2 separate regions of the Mus musculus genome follow, and region 1 is linked to region 2. Evidence: chromatin contacts called from public Hi-C data. All regions are on one chromosome and are shown on one strand. Each heading gives the region's core, a stretch centred on a gene start, on an enhancer-like site or on the middle of the called end of the contact. The rest is flanking DNA. Distances are from core to core; before and after follow the strand shown. Region 1 holds the start of Tlnrd1 (talin rod domain containing 1). Region 2 holds the start of Polg (polymerase (DNA directed), gamma).

Evidence for each region. A called contact is a pair of places that touch in the nucleus more often than the background predicts.
Region 1: a Hi-C map of regulatory T cells shows a contact between it and region 2, with 7 times the contacts expected there. The contact joins the promoter of Tlnrd1 here to the promoter of Polg in region 2. A contact is called at or near these places in 3 of 484 Hi-C or Micro-C datasets (CD4 T cells, CD8 T cells and regulatory T cells).

Annotation. Positions count from the first base shown.
Region 1 is chr7:83,882,532-83,886,395 of GRCm38.p6, forward strand. Tlnrd1 (talin rod domain containing 1) reads right to left here and starts at 1,810. Exons shown (of 1, transcript NM_030705.4): 1 at 1-1,810. The coding sequence starts at 690. It also overlaps a transcript of Mesd not described here.
Region 2 is chr7:79,464,661-79,468,478 of GRCm38.p6, forward strand. It overlaps Polg (polymerase (DNA directed), gamma), which reads right to left and starts at 1,613. Exons shown (of 23, transcript NM_017462.3): 1 at 1,410-1,613; 2 at 1-711. The coding sequence starts at 551. n-TRtcg5 (a tRNA gene) reads left to right here and starts at 1,759; the gene lies at 1,759-1,831.

The DNA of each region.
Region 1 (3,864 bases), core at 560-3,059, 4.4 Mb after region 2:
TGCTAACAGCGCGGATGCACTTGTGCTCATGCACTTGACGCCCAGCTTGAACTGTTCGCGAGAGAAGCGGTCCCGTGACTTGTCACTGGCCAGGGCGCACGCATCCGTCAGGAACTTGAGGTTTCGAGACAGGCCCTGCGACACCTCCAGCAACAGCTGTGGGGTCATGTCCGCCAGTGGGGTGGCTCGCAGCACAGCACAGCCTTGTTCTACCTCGTGGCGGCAGCGTGTCACACGGTAGCGGTCCACAAGGCCTGGCTGTGCAGGTTGAGCGCCCGGTGTGGCCACGGCTGCCAGGTAGGCCGCATGTGCAGAACACTCGGTCAGCGACACCACCAAGTCGCCCAGTTCCACAAGACTGTCTCCCGCCTCTCCGAAGCGGCCCATGTTGAGCTGGCTCTGCACGTCGTGGGTGAGGATGGACAGCCCCTTAGTGCGCGCGATGATGGTGTCCCGGCACTGCTCGAAGGACTCCGCACCAGCGCCAGGGGAGGCGGGGCCTTCGAAGAGCACCGGCCGCGCCTCGCTAGACAGCAGCAGCAGGTCGGCCACCAGCTGCATCTTGCCCTTGCAGTGATCACAGATAGATACCAGCCTCTTCCGCGGCTGCGAGCTGGCCCCGCCGACGGCGCTCCCAGGAGCCGGAGAAGCCGCCTCGCCAGTGGGCTTCCCGGCGCTGCCGCTAGCCATCGCGCCCAGGGGGCACTGGCATGCCGCTGGGGAGCCCGCTACCACCGCCGCCGCGACTCAGCTGGCCAGGGCCGCGCTGCCTTCCGCGCACCATCATGCCACCCACCGCGGCGGGCACAGAGATCCGGGTGGCGGCGGCCGGTGGCCGGGCGTCGCAGGGCGGGCCCAAGCCCGCGGCAAGCTCTTCGGGGCGCTGTGTAGCTCGCGGGAACCGTGAGCCGGGGCACGGCAGACTCCTAGTCCGCGCCCCTCTTCACTAGCCTACCAGAAAAGTCCCCGCTGCCGGGCTGTCGCCACCTTCCTGGGCATGGCCGGCCGGGCCGCCGGAGCGGAGAGGGCGGGACGGGGAGGCTGGGAGTTGTCCTTCCTTCCTTCCTTCCTTTGAAATCAAAATCCTCTGCTCCTAGAGGAGCGCGGGCGGCGGCCCCGGCAGGCTTTGCTGTCAGCCGCTGCGCTGCGGCTATCCGGCTCAGCAGCGCACGTGGGCTTCAGGGGCGGCGACCCCGCCAGACGGTACAGGCTGGCGACGGCGGCCGGAGCTGACGCCCGGGGGCGCGCGGCCGCATCTCCTGCTCCGGCTCTTAGGGCGCTGGGCGGCCACTGGGCCGAGGGCGTGGCTGGCTCTGTGGCGGCCGCGCGGAGTCAGTCGGGCGGGAGGCTGCAACGCAGGGTGCTGGGCGGCCGCGCCTTCCCGCCTGGCGGTTCAGAGTGCGCGGCCCGGCGCCGCGGCGGCACGCCCTCCCCTCCTGAATGGCCTGCGGCCGGCGACCGGCTGTCGTGGAGATTCCATCTGTGTTTCCCCGCAGAGCCCGCGGGCCCCGCGCATCCGACGCCCCAGGGTGGTCGGCTCAGAAGGTGAGCGCGGCGTCGCGGAGGCCGACCCGGGCCCGGACTCCTGCCATGTTTGTCAACCAGCAACTTCCGAGCGACCTCCGAGCAACTGAAAGGAAGGGAGGAGACCGCAGGCCAGGGGACACCCGCCTGCCCGCGCACGGTTGCAGTTTTCGCCTCCTGGCGTCCGCCTCGCCCCCGGCTCGCCGCCGCCACCTCGGCCGTAACCTCCCCGGAGCCTATAGGAATCTTTTGTGTGGCGTCACCGCCTTTCGTTTAAATCCCGCTTCCTCCTCTCGCCCTTCCTCCCGCCCCCTCCGCCGATCCCGGATGCTTGCGCGATGCGCTGCTCCTCCCCCGGGAAGCTGGGGGCCGTGGGAGGACGCCGCGCCCAGCCCCGACGCTGCGGCCCTGGGGCCGGTGGTCCCTGCATCCGGAGAGGCTGGGAAGCGTGTGTGGTGGGGAAGGCCCGCCCTCGCTCCGCGCCCAGGCGCTGTGTATACCCTGGGGACACCGGGGCGCAGCCGCTAGTGGCCTTACGTAAGCTCTCAGCATGCCCCAGGACTCGATGCTTCCTCCCTGCCGAGGGAGCTAGTGTAAAAGGTGATCTGTTTTGCTTGCTTGGGGAGGATGCCACTCATTACTCCCGGGATCTCCCCACCGCCTCCGGATTCCAGTCACCTCTGAGATTCGATGACTTTTGCAAGCCCTCCTCCGCCCTTTGTTGTGTTGGACCCTCTCCTGTGGGTGGGTTTCCGTGAAACAGTGAAAAGGAGCTCTGATCACGCTTGAGTCCCCACAGCTTGTTTGACTCAGTGATAGACCCTCCCTGAGGTTGGTCTTACCCCCCCCCCCCCCAGCCGTTTAGGAGTTGTGTGACCTTGGGCAAGTTTTCTCTCCCAAGTTACTGTAGTCAGGTAGTGTATGGTGACCTCGGTTCCAGCTGGCTAGAATTCCAATGTGCCTTGATCAGCAGTTCGCCCTTTCCTGACTCCATCTATATAATGGAATAATAGCAACCATTGTTAAGTAAAGAGCCAGTCTCTGGAGGTAAACACTGTTATCTCTGGGTTACAGGCTGGGAAACTGGTGGCCCAGATGGCTCCCCGCCCTGTAACGAGGAATTAAACGGAGGACCTTGAGCTACTGTACTTTTTATTTATTAATTTAACTGTGCAGACAGGCTTTGAACTTCTGGCGATCCTCCTTCAGGGTCTGTAGTTGGTGATTGTAGGCCTGTGCCATAGGGCTTTGTGGCCAGGTGGACTAAGTGACTCCCTAGGCTCTTAACAACAGCAGTGGCTAAAAGAGAAGGTCCCCTAAACCCACTGGCCACACCCACTCCCTTTCTTTGTGCAGACCTTGTCTGCCAGAAACTCCTGGAACACCTGGGCCTCCTCCCAGTAAAGCACTCTCTCAAGAGCCCTGAAGTCTTCTGCTGGTGCCCAGCACTGCCAGTGTGTGCTCAGCCAATGGAAATGTTTGTTCTTCTGTCTCTTCGTAGGACCTCCACGTCCTACATTTTTAAGCCAGTTATAAGTGTTATTTATAAGTTGGATGGCCTCAAATTTATCGTCCAAACCCCAATAGTTTACAGAATAAATTATGAGTCAAGTTATTAATATAAGTTAATGAGGAACAACCGGTAAAAACCTGGATAGCCGCCCTACTCATAATCAAAAATAATAATTAAAAAAAAATGCCCTTGCAGATGCTTTAGATTTTAGGTGAACCAACTGTCTCTGCAAACTGAAGCCAGTAAAACCAATGGCTCTCTTAACAAGAATTCTATAGGGCTACTTCCTCCCTGGTAACCCAGGAATAGCAGTGAATCCTAAAAAATAGTTTCCTTAACTCTGAGAACCTAAGAGAGGGACCAGTAAGATAGCTCAGCAGGCAAAGGTGCCTGCCACCAAGGCTTCGTTTTTCAGATAGTGTCACTCTTCCTAAACTGATCTTTCCAGGTTCTTTCTTGTTTACCTCCTGCCATTGTTCACTTACAGCTCAAACGCTGGGTGTCTACCATGTGCCAGCCCTTGTTCAAGGCACTGCGCTTACACTATAGATTGTAATAGAGCAGCCTCTGCTTGTGAAGATAAGAGTCCCGGAAGGGAAGGTTCACAAATAAGTGCTCCCAGTTACTGTTTACTCAGTAAAAGCACAGGACAAAAATGGACAGCAGATCAACCACTGCATACTAGCCGGGCAGTGATGGCGCACGCCTTTAATCCCAGCACTTGGGAGGCAGAAGCAGGCAGATTTCTGAGTTCAAGGACAGCCTGGTCTACAGAGTGAGTTCCAGGACAGCCAGAGCTACACAGAGAAACCCTGTCTCAAAAAACC
Region 2 (3,818 bases), core at 363-2,862:
ACCTCCACGTCGAACACCAGGGCCCGCTCCTCGGGGATGGCCACGGGTTCGGCCTCCCCCTCGGGGCCGTACCGGGTCCAGCCCTCCGCCCAGGCCCAGCTCTTGGGCTCGGGGGGCAATTGGGCCTCCAATAACGAGGCGGCCGCCTCCAAGTAAGGCAGGCTCTGCTTCTGGGCCAGGAGGCGGAAGTGCTGGTCCAGGTTGCCCCCGAAGAGCCGGGGCAGGCGCAGCTCCACGTCTGGCAAGGGCGTGGCCGGCTGCCCCCAGAGCCCGTGCTTCTGCAGGTGCTCTACGCTGCGCTGCACCGCGGCCTCGTCGGGCATTTCCCCGCCGCACCCGAAGATCTGCTCGTGCAGGCCTCTCGACAACATCTGGATGAGCAGAGGGTTGAGCCGCAGCTGCCCATTCTCGGAGGAGGGCATTTGCGACGGCGGCCGCCCGTCGCTGGGGACGGGGTCGAGGACGGAGCTGGAGACCCAGCGCGCGGTTGCTGGTACTGGCCCTGAGGCGACCTTGGCGCCAGCCACCTTCTTCCAGAGCAGGCGGCTCATGGTTGGTGCAGGGAGCCCCCCGCTGTGAGTCGGGGCACCGGGCTTTGGGCTCCAGCTTGACTGCTTTTAGTGGCCGAAAGACTCAGAGAGAGACGCGTCCCCTCTCTGTGCTCCTGTCAGTGAAATAGGTCTCACCATGCCTGCCTTCCTCACACAAGTCCTAAAGGAGACAGACGATAAAAGTGTTATTACAAGTGTCACGGACTTGAACAAACCGCTTATCCCGCAACAAACATCTGCTGCGTGCCAAACAAGCATTTTCTCCACTTGATCTTAGCCAAAAGGCCAGAGCGGAGTAGGGACATTTTTCTGTTACGCCTCCAACAACCTTAAGAAATGGCACTGCCCCCTCCCGAGGACAGGGCCACACCGGCTCGGCAGTTAACTTGGGAGAAGCCGCTGGAGATGCTGAAATGGGGAGACGCAGACAGACCAGGGTTCTGGCTCTCCAACTGCGTGACCTTGGCCCAGCTCCTTAGGCCCCGACCTCCTCCTCTGTAAAATGGGGTTAAGAACTCTAGAGCCACGGGCCACTGCTGTAAGAGTGGCAGAGGGCGCGCTCGTCGAGTGGCCCTAACCCCAGTAGGCGCTCGGCAGACAGCAGTTGCCAGTCCCACCCCGCCGGCGGCCCGAGGGCCTAGCGCCCCAACTTCGAAACCCGCCGAACGAGCCACAGCCTCGGGGTCCGCACCCACACCCGGGCGGGCCTAGGGCGCCCTGGTCGGGGCGTCGGCGGCCACCCCCGCACGCCGGGACACAGGGTCCCCGCCGCAGCCGCCGCCCTGCTCCCGGCCCGGCTTCCCGAGTGGAGAGGGAGCAGCCGCGCCCGGCCCTCCCCCTGCCGAGCCCGCCGGAAACCTCGGTCCGCTTCGCGCTTCCCGTTCTGCGGCAGCCCACAGCCCCGGCGACGACGCGGCGTCCGCGGCGCGCGGCCCACGCAGCCTCAGGGTGGCGTGCGGTCTCGGGAGCAGCCGCAACTTCCCGTCTGCGCGAACTGGGTCCCGCGGCTACCCAGAGGCAGGCGGGAGACTCCCCCGAGCGTCCAATAAGAGCGCCGCCAATGGAGCCGCCCGCCCGCGGGGGTGCAGAGGGACTTCCGGGTGAGGTCCTCCGCTACTTCCCTCCCCACGGAAAAGATAGACCAGTCTGACGCGAGCCTGAAGGCGGCTACACGCTTTAAGCTAAGTAAAGGCACCTTCTCGCTGGCGGCCGCGTGGCCTAATGGATAAGGCGTCTGACTTCGGATCAGAAGATTGCAGGTTCGAGTCCTGCCGCGGTCGACTTGTATGTTGTTTTTATCTGTCAGTTTGTTAATCCCAAGATTCCCTTTGGAAATAAAGCGAAATTGACCGTAGTGGTTATGACCAACTTCTAGTCTAAACTTAATTCTTGGAACTCAAGGATCTGAGCAAACAACTGTCAGGGTGACACATTGCTTAAACGGTGACAGCGGTCGAGAGCCTTGTCCCGGATGGAGAGTGGAGCAAACGGAGCACGTGCCGTCCGAAGTCTAGATTTGTCACCTATGGACCGCAAAGGCTAAGCCTCGATGGAGTCTCCTCCCTCCTATCCCGGACAATGATGCTGGGGGTTGATGCTGTTGAGTCCGATTGGTCGCGCCCACCGGGCACAGCTGAAGCACGTCCCGCTTCAGAGATCTGTCAATCTCTGGGTCCACCTCCCGTTGCTCCGGTTGTTTCTGCTCCCAGCTCTCCGTAGAGGGTCAGCTGCAAAGGGTCAGGCGAATATGGCCTGGGTGAATAACTGGGACCCAGGGATTCAAGTCGAGAGTCCCGTACGAGGAAAGAAAAGATCAGGATTGCTTCAGGCAGACTAGGGGGCACAAGCAGCTGATTAGGGAAAAAATTCGGACCGCGCTGAACGGCAGCCCCCACTTCCAACCAGCGAGACCACCCGGACGCTGAGAACTGTGTACAGGAGAGAGGGTCTTTGACTTTTTTCAGGAGTCGCTCCTCTATCCGCTTTTCCTGTCACTAGCAGCGGCAGGGACTCATACAGAACCCTTCTCCTTTCTCCTTTTCTTAGTTTCTTCCCCCTCTTTTGTCTGTCTGTCTGTCGGCCTGTTTGCTTGTTTGTTTGTTTTTAACGATGAGGTCTCACATTGTAACTTAGAACTTACGCGGTAGCCCTGGCTGCCCTCCCGCCTCAGTGCTTGAACTACAAATATCCACAATCTAGCTCTCCAGCTGAGACATTCTTATACATTTTTCTAGATGTACTTAATAGACATAAAGTGATTTTTGTTTGTTTGATTGGTTGGTTATCAGTTTTATATATATACACACACAAACCAGAGTCAACTAGATAAGAGATTCCTTATTTTGTGATTCTTCTTGCTTTTACATAACTTTGCTCAGTTTATTTTGCTATAAGGTGAAAAAGGAGAGGCTCTTAACTCAGGAAGCCTCCGAGCAGGAAAAACAATTTCATTTTTATTTCATAGTCTCCTACTGAAATTCAGTGTTCTCTTCATCTGTGAGCCTAGGCAAGCTGCCACGTGGCGCTAGCCATACCCGTGCCTTGTTCTCAACGGTGTTATACTCGCTGTAAATTTTTCAAAACTTTGATTGCAGCCATTGGAGTTTCAAAGAGCGGTAGCTGCGAGGAAGAGCCTAGAAACTGCGATTTAATGGACTAACAAACCCCGCATCATCAGGAAGCAGTGATGCACATCTTCAACCCCAGAACGCTGTGTTGGAGCCCTCCCCTGGGCTGTGGGAATAGCTCAGTGGGGGGAAGAGCATGGCTTGCAAGAGCGAGCACCTACCTGAAGCCGTGAAGGGAGGGAATACGTGAGGGGGGGGGTACGCGGGGGGGGGGGGGGCTGCCACACCCAGAGACTCACAGATCACCCGATCTAATCAGCAAAATCTGGGTCCCCATGAGAGGCCTGGTTTCAGAAGGCAAGATAAACAAGTCCTGAGAAACAAACATCCAAGGCTGACCTCTGGTCTCCACATACACATGCCTGTGTTAAATTGACATCTGACCCACAAAGAAACAAATACCCTATTAACTGATCTTCCCCCACCCCACCTCCAGCATGCCTCAAATAATCTCTGTCTCCTGTCTCTGGCTCCTGCTGAGTGTGTCTGTTTTGGGGGTGGGGGTTGCCTGAGGAGTTTTATATTTGTTTATTTTTGAGGCCAGGTCTCACTATGCAGCCCTGGCTGGCCTGGAGCTCATTATGTAGACCAGGTCCACTCTCACACAGAGAAATCTTCCTGCTAGGATCTTTGAGCCTCT